3 separate regions of the Zea mays genome follow, and regions 1 and 3 are each linked to region 2. The links are chromatin contacts, called in public Hi-C maps. All regions are on one chromosome and are shown on one strand. The core of a region is the stretch at or near the end of the contact, and the rest is flanking DNA. Distances in the headings are between cores, read along the strand shown. Region 1 holds the start of LOC100285792. Region 2 holds the start of LOC100193327. Region 3 holds the start of LOC100279594.

The links. Hi-C and Micro-C count contacts between places; a contact is called where the count stands out from the background.
Region 1: a contact with region 2 is called in a Hi-C map of leaf, with 5 times the contacts expected there. The contact joins the promoter of LOC100285792 here to the promoter of LOC100193327 in region 2. A contact is called at or near these places in 6 of 25 Hi-C or Micro-C datasets (bundle sheath, ear and leaf).
Region 3: a Hi-C map of leaf shows a contact between it and region 2, with 4 times the contacts expected there. The contact joins the promoter of LOC100279594 here to the promoter of LOC100193327 in region 2. A contact is called at or near these places in 6 of 25 Hi-C or Micro-C datasets (bundle sheath, ear, endosperm and 2 more).

Annotation. Positions count from the first base shown.
Region 1 is chr4:75,310,209-75,314,227 of Zm-B73-REFERENCE-NAM-5.0, forward strand. It overlaps LOC100285792, which reads right to left and starts at 1,539. Exons shown (of 1, transcript NM_001158682.2): 1 at 114-1,539. The coding sequence starts at 1,410. The coding sequence ends at 193.
Region 2 is chr4:75,503,659-75,508,162 of Zm-B73-REFERENCE-NAM-5.0, forward strand. LOC100193327 reads right to left here and starts at 2,076. Exons shown (of 8, transcript NM_001138464.1): 1 at 1,906-2,076; 2 at 1-50.
Region 3 is chr4:75,739,074-75,742,963 of Zm-B73-REFERENCE-NAM-5.0, forward strand. It overlaps LOC100279594, which reads left to right and starts at 1,990. Exons shown (of 1, transcript NM_001152591.1): 1 at 1,990-3,890. The coding sequence starts at 2,002.

The DNA of each region.
Region 1 (4,019 bases), core at 289-2,788, 190 kb before region 2:
GTATGCATAGTTACCACTGAAATGCCTAATTATTAAAAAAAATCAGCAGTGAAGCCAACAAAGTTTGTGAATCCGAGTTCTTTGCATCCTAAAAAAAACAGAAAGAAAAGCACCCAACAGAATCAAACCGCTGAGGACAAGGGATACAGTGCCTTTGTTCCAATGTAGAGTTGATCAGTTGAGGCAGAATCATCATGCCTCTGTTCTTGCTCCATAAGCTTCCAGTACTTGAGGAATCTCTTCCTGGTGCTTATCAACGTACCTTTCCTTGAACTTCTTTTCCGGCATTGTCAGATGGCTCATCCTGATGCCTTTTTTGATGACACCACGGGACGCCAGTATATGAAGCACCCTGTACCTCGGCAGTACCCGCTTCTCGTGGCTGAAGGAAAGAATAGTCGGGTACGACGACAGAACATCAGGGTTCCAGCCAAGCTTTTCAGCAATGAACTGCATGCGTTTCTTGACCTTGTCCTCGGACACCGTCATGAAGTAGGGGTGCCTGACAAATGCCCGCCTGACCTGCTCCTCGGTCCACCCCAGACTGACATAATTCTCCACCCTGCGATCCCATTTGGACTGGTACATTCTGGCGAACACCCCAAAGGCGTAGGGGAAGGCGCCAGACTTTGGACTCACCCCGAGGTCCTTCATGGCGGTCAAGCCCTCATCAAAGCGGGTAGACCTGTGCACAAGAGCCCTGGGGTGGGTGGTGAGGAGCTTGACGAGAACCTCCTCAGTGACGCCGTGTTCGCGGAGCACCTGGAGCTTGGGAAGCAGGACGATCTCGAGGTTGTCGTAGATGAGCTCCATGGACTGCTTGACGGCGGCGAGCACGTTCTCTTCGGTGCCGAGAAGGTCCTTGAGGAGGCTGAGGTTGGGGCGCAGGCGAGTCTCGATCCCCGCGAGGAGGAAGCGGTGGGGGCTCGCGAGGAGGAAGCGGCGCAACTCGGCGGAGGAGAGGCCGAGCTCGCGGAGGTAGAAGTTCAACTTAGCGCCGAGTGTGACCGAGGAAAGGACCGCGGGGTACGCGGAGACGAGACGCGCGACGGAGGCGGGGGGCATGCCGAGCGTGTCGCGGAGGAGCGCGACCACGGCGTGCGCGTTCTTGGTGGAGCGGAGGTGCACGCGCTCGGCCGCCTTCGCGGCGTCGGCTTCTTCGAGGCCGCAGGAGTGGCGAAGGAAGTGGACCGTCAAGGAAGCGCCGTTGCTTCCTCCGGTCCCACGCTCCGCGGAGGCGACGGCGAGGGCGGAGGGGACGCGGGAGATCGGGGCCGTGCCGCCTACAAGCTGTTCGACGAAATGTCGGACAGACGCGGAGGAGCCGGCAGCAAGCCCGCCCTCGTTCGAGACGCGGCCAAGGAGCCGGCGGAAGAAGGACCCGGCCTCGGGGAGGCTGCGGCGGAGCATCTGGCAGCGGCGAGGAAGAGTGGGGGGGGGGGGGGGGGGGGGGGGGATTGCCCGGTTCTGTGCTCAGCCCCTCACTCCGGCGGCGAGAGTGGGAGTCGAGGGTGGGTGAGGGTTTTTTTGGACGGTGCGGTACAGTCGCAAGGCAGGGGTGAGAGATGCAAATCATTCGAAAATACTGGGCCTTGGCGTGCTTAGAAGCGGGCCCATGCAGGACAAATGCTCACTCGGCTATTTTGTAAAACGCAACCAACCAAATTATCTCTACATCTGTAAACTCCACTAAAAGCTAGTTTAGCAACTCTACTATCTAAATAACATTATCATTTTCTTAAAAGAAAAATAAAAATTCCTTGAAAAAAATAGGATTACCAAACTAGTTCTAAATCCATTAAAAAAATGTGCCTAAAGTTGTCATACCATCAAAATCATAAATTCATATCACTGAATAACTCTTCTCCTTACTCATCCAAATCTAGTGACCAATATCCCTCGTCCCCTCATTTGAAAAGTGTTCATACTTCCGGCCTCATGTTTCTTGCTGTTTTATTAATTCACTAGGAACGTGCCCGTGCGATGCCACGGAACACAAATTGTGACCCTCCAATGGACTTGGGGCTCTGGCGACGGGCGACGTGAGTACAATAAATTTGTGTTCCGTGGCATCGCACGGGCACGTTGCAACGACATACAAAATGTTCAACAAAATGTTAGTGCACAATGATTATATAGAAACAAACACCACGTGGTTGGGACTACTACTCGACGACAATGCTAATGTGACCTTTATCAAGCATGTGTGGGCCTAGGGTAAGGTAGTCATATTCCATTGCAACATACATTTAAAGGTTTCTTAAGTTCCTTATCAGTTTTCATGAGTTCGTCTCCTCGACAGTGGATCCAAATTGCAGGTCTACTATCAAGTAAGAAGTTGAGCTCTAAAGCTGCATAGTATGGATAAAGTTGTTCAAATGCAGGAATCAAACAGAAATATGGAGTCTATACACAACCCAAGCAGTGGAGGTTGAGGGAGAGAGCTGATCGAATCGAATGCCATAGACAAACAGATATGGGTGGTTGCATGTTGCCAATGGGTGCTTGTTGCCAAGCGTGGTGTGGAGCTTGATGATCATCTCAAAAATTCTCACAAATAAAGGAAAAAACATAACCCTATAAATGTCAAGAGACAAGGCTTATAACAAAAAAGAGTGTGCCTTCACAACAGTCTCACTTAACCAAGAGATGAACCCATATTTATTGAGGTAGCCAGCCATTGCTATATGTGCCGCAGACCATGTAAGTGTATCACACGCCACAGACTCTGCCAAACACTCTTTCCATGTGACAACCCTTGACATTAATAGGACCGCTAGGCCAAGAATTGTTGCAGACATCGCATCCACATTGAGCATTCCTACAAAGATCCAGAGACCAAGCTAGTGTCATGCAGAGCAAGGGTCATGCAGAGCAAGAATATGAACATTAAAAAGACATCACATGGTTCATCTATTCATAATAGAGCGCTATAAAGTAGTTATGCAAGAAAGGTATAAATAATTTTAACCATCAGGATTCAAGGCATAAAGAACAGTGACCACGCCAGACATGATATAGTATAGAAACACAAAATGTGACCCCCTCATAATGCCAAAACTACTTTATATCAAGATAATTATGTTTTAGCTACAACCACTGTCTATTAGAATTTAGCAAAACAATTACACAAGATATTCTCCATCGTTATCTACTGCATAATACAATATAACTTGTTATAAAAAATATTTGCAGTTAACAACCATATTGTTTAGCTACCCTGCAAATGGTTAGTTGCGAAACTGCTTAGCTACCTTGCAAAAACAGATCAACCAGTACAGAAATAGATCTGAATATGGAGAGCCAAATAGCAGGAAAGGAAGAGAGATAAGGAGTGCACATGCTTGGTGGGTGCTCTTCGCCTCGCTGGATGCCACTCAGCTTCTCCGTCGTTCCCACACCTGCAAGAAGCAGCACCTGGAGGAGCTCCGCGGGCACGGCGAGCGTAGGCGGAATACTACGACCACCGCAGCCACACAGTCGGAGGATGACACATCGGCGTCGCTGTCCGTGGGAGCTGGCGTCGGCGAGCTCGCGCAGTTGTGGCTCCGGTGCAGGATCTCGAACCGCGAGTCGACACGATAGCCCCACGCCAGCAAGCAGCGGCAACTGGAGGAGCTCCGCGGGAGCATAGGCCTGCGCCGCGCTCGCCCGGCCTGCACGCCGAGGCTGGCACGCTCGCCCGTCACCTCGCCGCCGCCCGCCGCATCCAAGTGCTGCGCTCGCCTCTGCTCTCAGTAGATGTACGGGGCATGGGATGGTAATTTATCTTCTTTTGGGCTTATCTTCTCCAATCGTGTGCGCTGAAGTCCGCGGTGATGATGATGTTGGGTGTGGGGCAGGCACGAAAAACGGGGGTTGTTCCACACGACGCGTGATGAGGACGGAGGTGCGAAGCACGGGGTTATTGCATACTTCACGGGATAAGGACGGAGGAGGAGGCGACGGCGGGATGGGGATGCGGCTCGCGCACATGGCGAGGCTGAAGACCTGACGCCGGTGTCATTGCTCCGCCTAGC
Region 2 (4,504 bases), core at 826-3,325:
AGGCAGCCAGCGCGGTCGCGCCGCCCCACGGCTCCTGACAGCACACAGCACTACAGCAGTGACCAGTAAGGGTGATTATTTGATTAGAAACAAAACAACATGCCTAATCCAATAGATTTTTCAATGTGCAGATTTTTCCAATTTCCAAATAGCAGACATGGATAGAAACAAAAACAAGGCAAAGAATATGGCCCAAAAAAGTATCTCTCTTTATTATGTGAACACTCCATGTCGTAATGTCTTCTAATTATCTAATATGCTATATGCTTCATAAAATGACAGATTTGAAGAGCTATTTCAGTCAAGCTTCTAGTGGAAGTAGACCAACACTCGCGCTAGTGGAGTTTGCAATGAACCCGAAATACAAGTTGGAGTTCAAGAGAATAATAGTGAAGTTGCACTTGTTCTAGAAGAGAATGGACATATTCCAGATGCCAATGGCAAAGATGTTAATGCTCAAGCCGAAGGTATAAATCAGTTGAACCCGAATCACATTATTTCTGATCCGGGACTTCGTATTCCAATCGATTCTTTTGCTCCTAATATTAGAGATGATTATAGCTAAAGGTCCGACTCAACCAATTGGTCATAATTTTCCTCAGTCACATGACAAAAGGAGCTTTCAAAAACATTGGTTCAGACAACATAGTTGGTTGGAATATAGTGTGGAGAAGAATAAGGCTTATTGCTTCTATTGTTACCTTTTAAGCATGATCGAATGGATGATAAATTTTGCCATGATGCATTTACAAAAGTTGGCTTCTCACAATAGAGAAATGTTTATACGGCATTTCCAAAACATGTTGGTGGGTCTAATAGCATACACAATACTGCAGCAACAGCATTCCATGATTTTTGTAACCAAAGGTCAAGTGTTAGTCATAAGGTTTCAAATTATAGTAAAGATGCATTGGTCAAATATGAGACACGGTTGGAAACTTCATTAAGTATTGTTAATCTCTTGCATTGCAAGCTGAATCATTCCGGGGACATGGTGAGACTAGTACTTCCTTAAACAAAGGGATTTTTTTAGAATTTATTGATTGGTACAAACAAAGGAATAGGTGAGAAGAGCTTTTGATGAGTTGTGTCCCAACTCCCAAAAATGCCAAGATGACTTCGGGGACGATTCAAAAAGAACTTGCAAATTGTTGTGCAGAAGAAATCACACGTGCAATTAAAGAAGAAATGGGGGATTGTTTATTCTCTATTCTTGTTGATGAATCCTGTGATATATCGGTTAAAGAACAAATGGCTATTGTTGTGAGATTTGTCAATAAAAAGGGTGAAGTAATAGAAAGATTTTTGGGCATCAAGAATGTGAAGGACACAACATCAAAATCATTGAAGAAAGCATTAGTTGAGATGTTATGTGATCATGTGTCATAAATTTTTATTCGTCGTTGGGTTAGCAACACCTAGATTTTCTGGCGTCCTCCGCCACTGAACATAGTTATTCATTATAGACATACAGCCTACGCAACTTAAGATTAAATAAACAATCATAAAATATCAACAGAAACAAGTTGATTCACAAAAAACCGCAGGTGCCCTAGCTCTGGAAGTGCCACAATATCCCAATTGGATCAACAATCAGTAAAGATGACAGAGCCAGACGAAACAAGAGGAACTTATCCTGTAAAATTACACCATCCGAGGGAAGGTAACCACCACCGCCTCAATCATCATGCCAAAACCTAGGCACAGAGATTTGACTACGAGAAAACACCACCAACGCCAACAGCGTGGAGCGCCCCAGTTCCACCAGCACAGTCGATTCACCTGCCTCCGCGACACTAGATCGAAAGTAGACACGCAGGCTAGACAACAAGGACCAAGCGGCCAGGCGCCGTCGAGAGGTCGTCATCGCAGAGAAAGAGAGTGGGGCCGGCAAGGAAGACTTGCCTGATCCAAGCGGTGTCGGACGGAGACTAAAAGGGTCGAGGCAGAGCTGCCGCGCGGCGGGGACGATCCCGCAAGGCGGCTCGGCCAAGGACTAGGGTTCGAAGGTCGACCTCGTGTGTGCGTCCCGCCGGCTGATGGCGTCGGCAGGATGTATTGGGGTGGGAGTTGGAGGGATCAGGGATGAGAAGGGGAATTTCTGACAGAACTATGGAAGGCTGCGGCCGTGGCCGCGGCGGTTTGGATTAGGATTGCTGACGAGGAGAGAGGGTCCGTTGTCTGGCTTCCTTTAGACTGTCTTCAACCGTTCCCCTAAATTTCTCCCTCTATATCCCACTCACGTGCCACGTCAGCGTTCTCTTTCCCCTTATATTTCCACCCTATACAGCGGTTCCCCCTAAATCCTTCCTCTATACCACACTATAATCATAAAATATCATTTTTCATACCTATTCACCATCTATTATTATTTTTTTCCAACTAAAAAACACTGTCGCACACGTAAACCAAGGGCAGGGGGGTCAGAGCCGCACCCCCACACTTGCTGTATTCCTGTAGCGTACACTATAACTGTAGCGTGTAGAGGGGGCATCGTTGTAGGGATTTCAACCCCCTAAACGGCTAAGGGGTAGGGGAGGGGGAGCTCGGCGGGAAACGTTGAAAGCAGTCTTAGACTGTCTTCAACGGTGAACGCCTCCCTCCCCCCTCTCATTCTGTAGCGGCAACAGGATCCCCCTATACACTGCATCGGTTCCCCCTTCAATGCCCTCAATACCACAGCAGGCTTCTCTCTCCCTCTCCGTCAAGCGTGACGCTAAATCGTCCTCCCACCTCGCTGTTGTCGCCGAGTGCACTGCCATGGACGTCATCGTCCCGCTCCATAGGTTGCCGCGCCACCGAGCAGAGAACCAGTAGTTGAGTTAGCTGTAGCGCAATGTATATTTTAGTAGCATGGTGGGATTTAGAGAGATGGTATAGAGGAAACCATTGCAGAAGGTGAATATATAGGAGGAGAGAGGGTGATGATGTGGCATGGAAATAGGATATAGGGGGAAAATTTAGGGGAAACCGCTGAAGACAGTCTTAACAAGTCACCTTCTCAAATCCTTCTTTCTATTCATATTTAAAAATATTTCTCCTCCAATACTCTTGCACATATTTCACCTCCTCTCCAACAATTTCTCTTATTCAACTATCATTTACTCTTGGTGAGTTAGTTGACTTTTTCACAGCATTTTTTAGAGTTTTAGAAATACCACAATATTTATAGTACCATAATACATATTGTTATGATGTAATTAAACTTAAAATCTATTTAGGAGACACAGGCTACCTCGCCCACGCAAAAGGTGTGCTAGGGGCCTAGGGGGCACTGTTGGAGTCCACCAGTCACTATTCATACATGACTACGCGGGGGAGTGAGCGTGGAAAGGCGCTGATGGAGAGCGTCTCATGCGTCAAGATCGTGTCTTCGTTTGGACTCTTTTGGTTTCAAGCCTCAAAATTAAGGGGGTGTATGCCTAAAGTTAGTCCATGTCACATCAGATATTTCAATACCAATTACTAGTATTAAATATAGATTAATTATAAAACTATACACAGATAAAGCGATAAAGGGCGTGACGAGTCCCCACGCACTGGATACCCAAAGTAGGCCTATTACTTGTGGTGACCCATCTGGGTAAGAAGCCACGGGAGTAGGAACGACCAACTCCTGTCGAGTAACTCTACGAGGCGGACAAGACCGATCAACTCCCACCGAGTAACTCTACGAGGTGGACAAGACCGACCAACTCCCACCGAGTAACTCTCCGACGCAAACAAGACCGACCAACCCCCGCCGAGTAACTATGCAAGGCGGACAAGACCGACCAACTCCCGCCGAGTAACTCTGTGAGGCAGACAAGACCGACTAATTCCTGTCGAGCAACTAGGCGAGGCGGAGATGTGAAGACCCATGTGTCACACCCGGATTTCTAGGGGTCCAAAACTCGGGCGCGAAAAATCTCCAGGTGTGCTGGGACCAAGTCTCACACATATGATGAATAGTGGTACAGAAACGAATGTCACATCCTTACTATATAATAGGGGTTCTGTACAAAATAAATAAATAATTGCATCATATGAAGACACGATTCAACAACCCAAAGTTGACTGGGAGACGACGACCTAGACCACTCACGAACTCATCACAGCATCCTCCATGCGCCTCATCCTGCGGTACCTGTTCTTGACCTGTGAGGGGGTGTGAGACAGCAAGAGTGAGTTCACATACGTTCATCGCTCAACAGGTTGTGGGGAATAATGTGCATGAACTCGCCAAAGGTGGGAGCTCACGTGAAGTGTAAGGCTTACCAAAGAGGATGGTTAGAGCTGAGCATTGCTTTTAAAGTTGGTCAAAATTTTATTAGCAATTACTAAGTATAAGTAAATACCAACACAATTAAGTAGTAGAACAAAAGTGATAACAACACCTGCCATGCAATGCATATGACAAATTGAATTTAGTTCCATAAATTAATCATGTGAGGGTCCGAGATACTCATGACCGTGAGCACGACTGATATACCAGTTTTACACTCTGCAGAGGTTGCACATCTTT
Region 3 (3,890 bases), core at 740-3,239, 240 kb after region 2:
GATGAAGTTGGAGACCCTTGCACGATGTGCCGCGCACATAGCGCAAGACCCTCTTGACGAACATCCAATGCACGTCTTTGGGATCATGCATGTGTAGGCACGCTTGCTGGACGGCATAGGTGAGGTCGGGCCGCGTCAATGGTTAGGTACTGGAGTGCGCCAACAATGCTGCGGTAGAAGGTTGGGTCGGCGACTGGTGCTCCTGCGTCGCTTGGAAGCTTCGCCTTCGTGTCCACCGGCGTGGTCGCATGCTTGCAGTCACTCATGCTCGCGCGATCAAGGATGTCGTCGGCGTACTGTTCTTGCGAGAGGAAGAAGCCGGTCGTCGAGCGCTTAACTTGGATGCCGAGGAAGAAGTGGACGGGGCCAAGATCTTTCATTGCGAACTCGTTGTGGAGCCGAGTGACGATGTGTTGCAGAACAGCCGATGATGACGTCGTAAGCACGATATCGTTGACGTATAGAAGAAGATACTCTGATACCATGAAAGAGTATGAGAGATGCAACTCGTATTGTATTGATCATCTCTAGTATATAAATATAGGAGATGGCTCCGCGCATGCCGTCTTGGGCGGGCATCGCGGCCACGACGCGCGCACGGCGCGCTGGTAAGTACGGCGGACTCGGTCCCCTAACAAACTAGGCAACGGCCTCTAGAGGATAAGTGATCAGCCACTTTTACACAGGGACATACATAAAATTTTATTAAAAGGACATATTAACTATAGAACTCATCTTGTCAACAGACAACAGCTTCTTCAATACTAAACCTTGGTCGAACACCACACCAGAATAGCAACATTAATATTGGCAAATAAAACATTAATGAATTCCTCCTTGTTGATATGATATGGAGCAAAAAGACACTGGTCTCCGCCTCCGGACGTCCGCACGTGACAGACCAACCCAACAACAAAACATCATCCAGCGCACGCGCCTCCACAGGGAAAACGCGTCCTCGGTACTCACGAAAACCAAATTCGATGCAGGGACGCGTGTAACTTTTGTGTTTGGGACAAAAAAAAACACGTTTGTTGCTTTCCAATAAAATTGGCGCTTCTCATTCCCTGGAGGAAACACACATTTTCACTGTTTTGCTCCGATATTTCACAAAGAAAAAGAGAATTCAAATTAGTACCTGATGAAGAAAAATATATGTTTAAGAACGAACGGCTTAGTGTATATTAGTGATACAGTACATAATGACAAACTGTATTTTCGCTTCGAGTTGAATACAGCTGTTTAGATTGTTACAGCTATAATCTATATATAGAAAATATTATGGAATCAGTAGCATTAAGGATTAAAGCCAACGGACATGCTATTAAAATGAAAATCTAAAACGTGTACAGCCCATTCTGCTACGAACATCCGGCCAGAACATCGTTAACCCTTCCTCTACTGTGTCGCGTCTTCATCTATGTCTTTGACGGTCCTGACTGTGTTGACTTCAGTACCATCCCTTCTATCATGATTGACTTACGTATCTCTTGTATTGAACTAATCAATCATGAACTATTAGATACCTTTGTGGTACCTAAGTCTACCACTATAATCGTACATGTAGCGGTGTTCATAAGAATAATCAGGTTGTTTGTACTACTGTAACTATAATACATAGAAACTAAAACGTTGTAGAAATAGTAGAAACCGGTACGAATTAAAGTCAAACGAATAGTCTAGCATATTGTCTAGAGAGGTTAGTCATATCCTCTGAATAATCTTCAGCTCATGAAATCCAGTACGACGATTATCCCACACTATTCTCCTAGAAGTACAAGAATTTTTTTCCCAAAATAAATGAGAGGGAATGATGAAGAGAAATACATTATCAGTTAATGGACACTTCTCTCTCTTTTATTTTGAACTAATAACTGTTTTAGTGCGGTAGTGCCATCCTGTCAGCTCGCATTCACACACACTCCCCAGTCCCCACTCTTGCTATATTGGCCTCGTCTCGTCTCGTCTCCGTTTCTGGCAATCCCCATCCCCAAATCTCCCATGGCTTCTTCCCCTCCCCAGCCACTCACCCGCACCGTCCTCGCCGCTACCCTGCTCCTCCTCTTGCACAATGCCGCCGCCAGAGCCGACGGCGCGTCGCCGGCGGTGAACCCATTCACGGCGAAGGCGGCATTCATCCGATACTGGAACCGCAAGGTGCCCAACAACCGCCCGCACCCGGCCTTCTTCGTCGCCAAACTCTCCCCGCTCCCGGCCGCTGACTCCGCCTCCTTCCCATCCGCGCTGCCCGACATCCGCGCCAGCCTACCCGCGCTCTGCACCAAAGCCGCGCTCCTCTGCCCCGGGCCGGCTACTACTGATGCGGCGTCGCTGACATCGGGCCGCAGGGGCGGGGGACCTTTCAAGGGCTACAACAACGCCAACTTCTCCAACTACGGCACCGGCGGCGTAGCGGGGACCGACTCGTTCCAGAAGTACTCCCCGGACCTCAACATCGCCGCCGACAGCTTCCGCCGCTACGGCCGGGACTCGTCGGGACGCGCCGACAGCTTCACCTCTTACGAGGCCGACGGCAACGTCGTGACCGCCAACTTCACCTCCTACGCCGGCGGCGCCACGGGTGGTTCGGGCTCCTTCGCCGCCTACGCCGCCGAGACCAACGTCCCGGACTCCACCTTCACCAACTACGACGCCGCCGCCAACGGCCGCGGCCGGAGCTTCGCGTCCTACTCCCAGGAGGCGAACCATGGGGAGAACGGCTTCTCCGGCTACGGCAAGAACGGCAACGGCGTGCGCGAGACGTTCAAGTCCTACGGCAATGAGTCCAACGTGCTGGCCTCCGGCTTCGCCAACTACGGGCAGTCCGCCAACGGCGCCACGGACACCTTCACGGGCTACGGCGTGGAGGGGAACGTCCCTGAGAACAGGTTCCGGAGCTACGGCGCCGGCGGCAACGCTGGCGTCGACACCTTCAAGAATTACCGCGACGACGGCAACGTCGGCGACGACAGGTTCACCTCCTACGCCAAGGGCGCAAACGGCGGCGCGGCGGAGTTCCAGAGCTACGGCAACTCGGCCAACCCGGGCAGCACCATCTTCAAGGGCTACGGCGAGGGCACCAACCCCAACCACCACATTGGGTTCAAGGAGTACGCCGGCGAGAACAACACCTTCAAGGGCTATGCCAAGAGCGGTGTGGACTTCAAGGGGTACCACAACACCACCGTCTCCAGCTCCACCGCCGCGGTGCTGACGGTGTCGGCGGAGGCAGCGGCATCGATGCATCACGAGCACCTGAAGTGGTCGCCGGAGCCCGGGAAGTTCTTCAGGGAGCGGGAGCTCGTGGCCGGGAACCGAATGCCGATGCCGGACATCAGGGACAAGATGCCGCCCAGGGCGTTCCTGCCCAGGGCCATCGCCGCGAGGATACCGTTCGAGCCCAACGCCGTGTCGGAGGCCTTCGGGCTGCCCCTCGACACGGCGCTGGGGAAGGCCGTGGCGTCCACGGTGGCGGAGTGCGAGCGCGCGCCGAGCAAGGGCGAGACGAAGCGGTGCGCGACGTCGGCCGAGGACGTGGTGGACTTCGCGGTGGAGGTGCTGGGCGACGACATCGTGGTGCGCAGCACGGCGTCCACGGCGGGCGGCGGCGGGCGCGTCCAGCTGGGCGCCGTGGCCGGCGTGGACGGCGGCAGGGTGACGCGGTCCGTGTCGTGCCACCAGAGCCTGTTCCCGTACCTGGTGTACTACTGCCACTCCGTGCCCAAGGTGCGGGTGTACGAGGCCGACATCCTGGCCGCCGATGGCTCCGGCTCCGGCGAGAAGATCAACCGCGGGGTGGCCATCTGCCACCTGGACACGTCCGACTGGAGCCCGGCGCACGGCGCGTTCGTGGCGCTCGGCGGCAAGCCCGGCGAGGTGGAGGTGTGCCA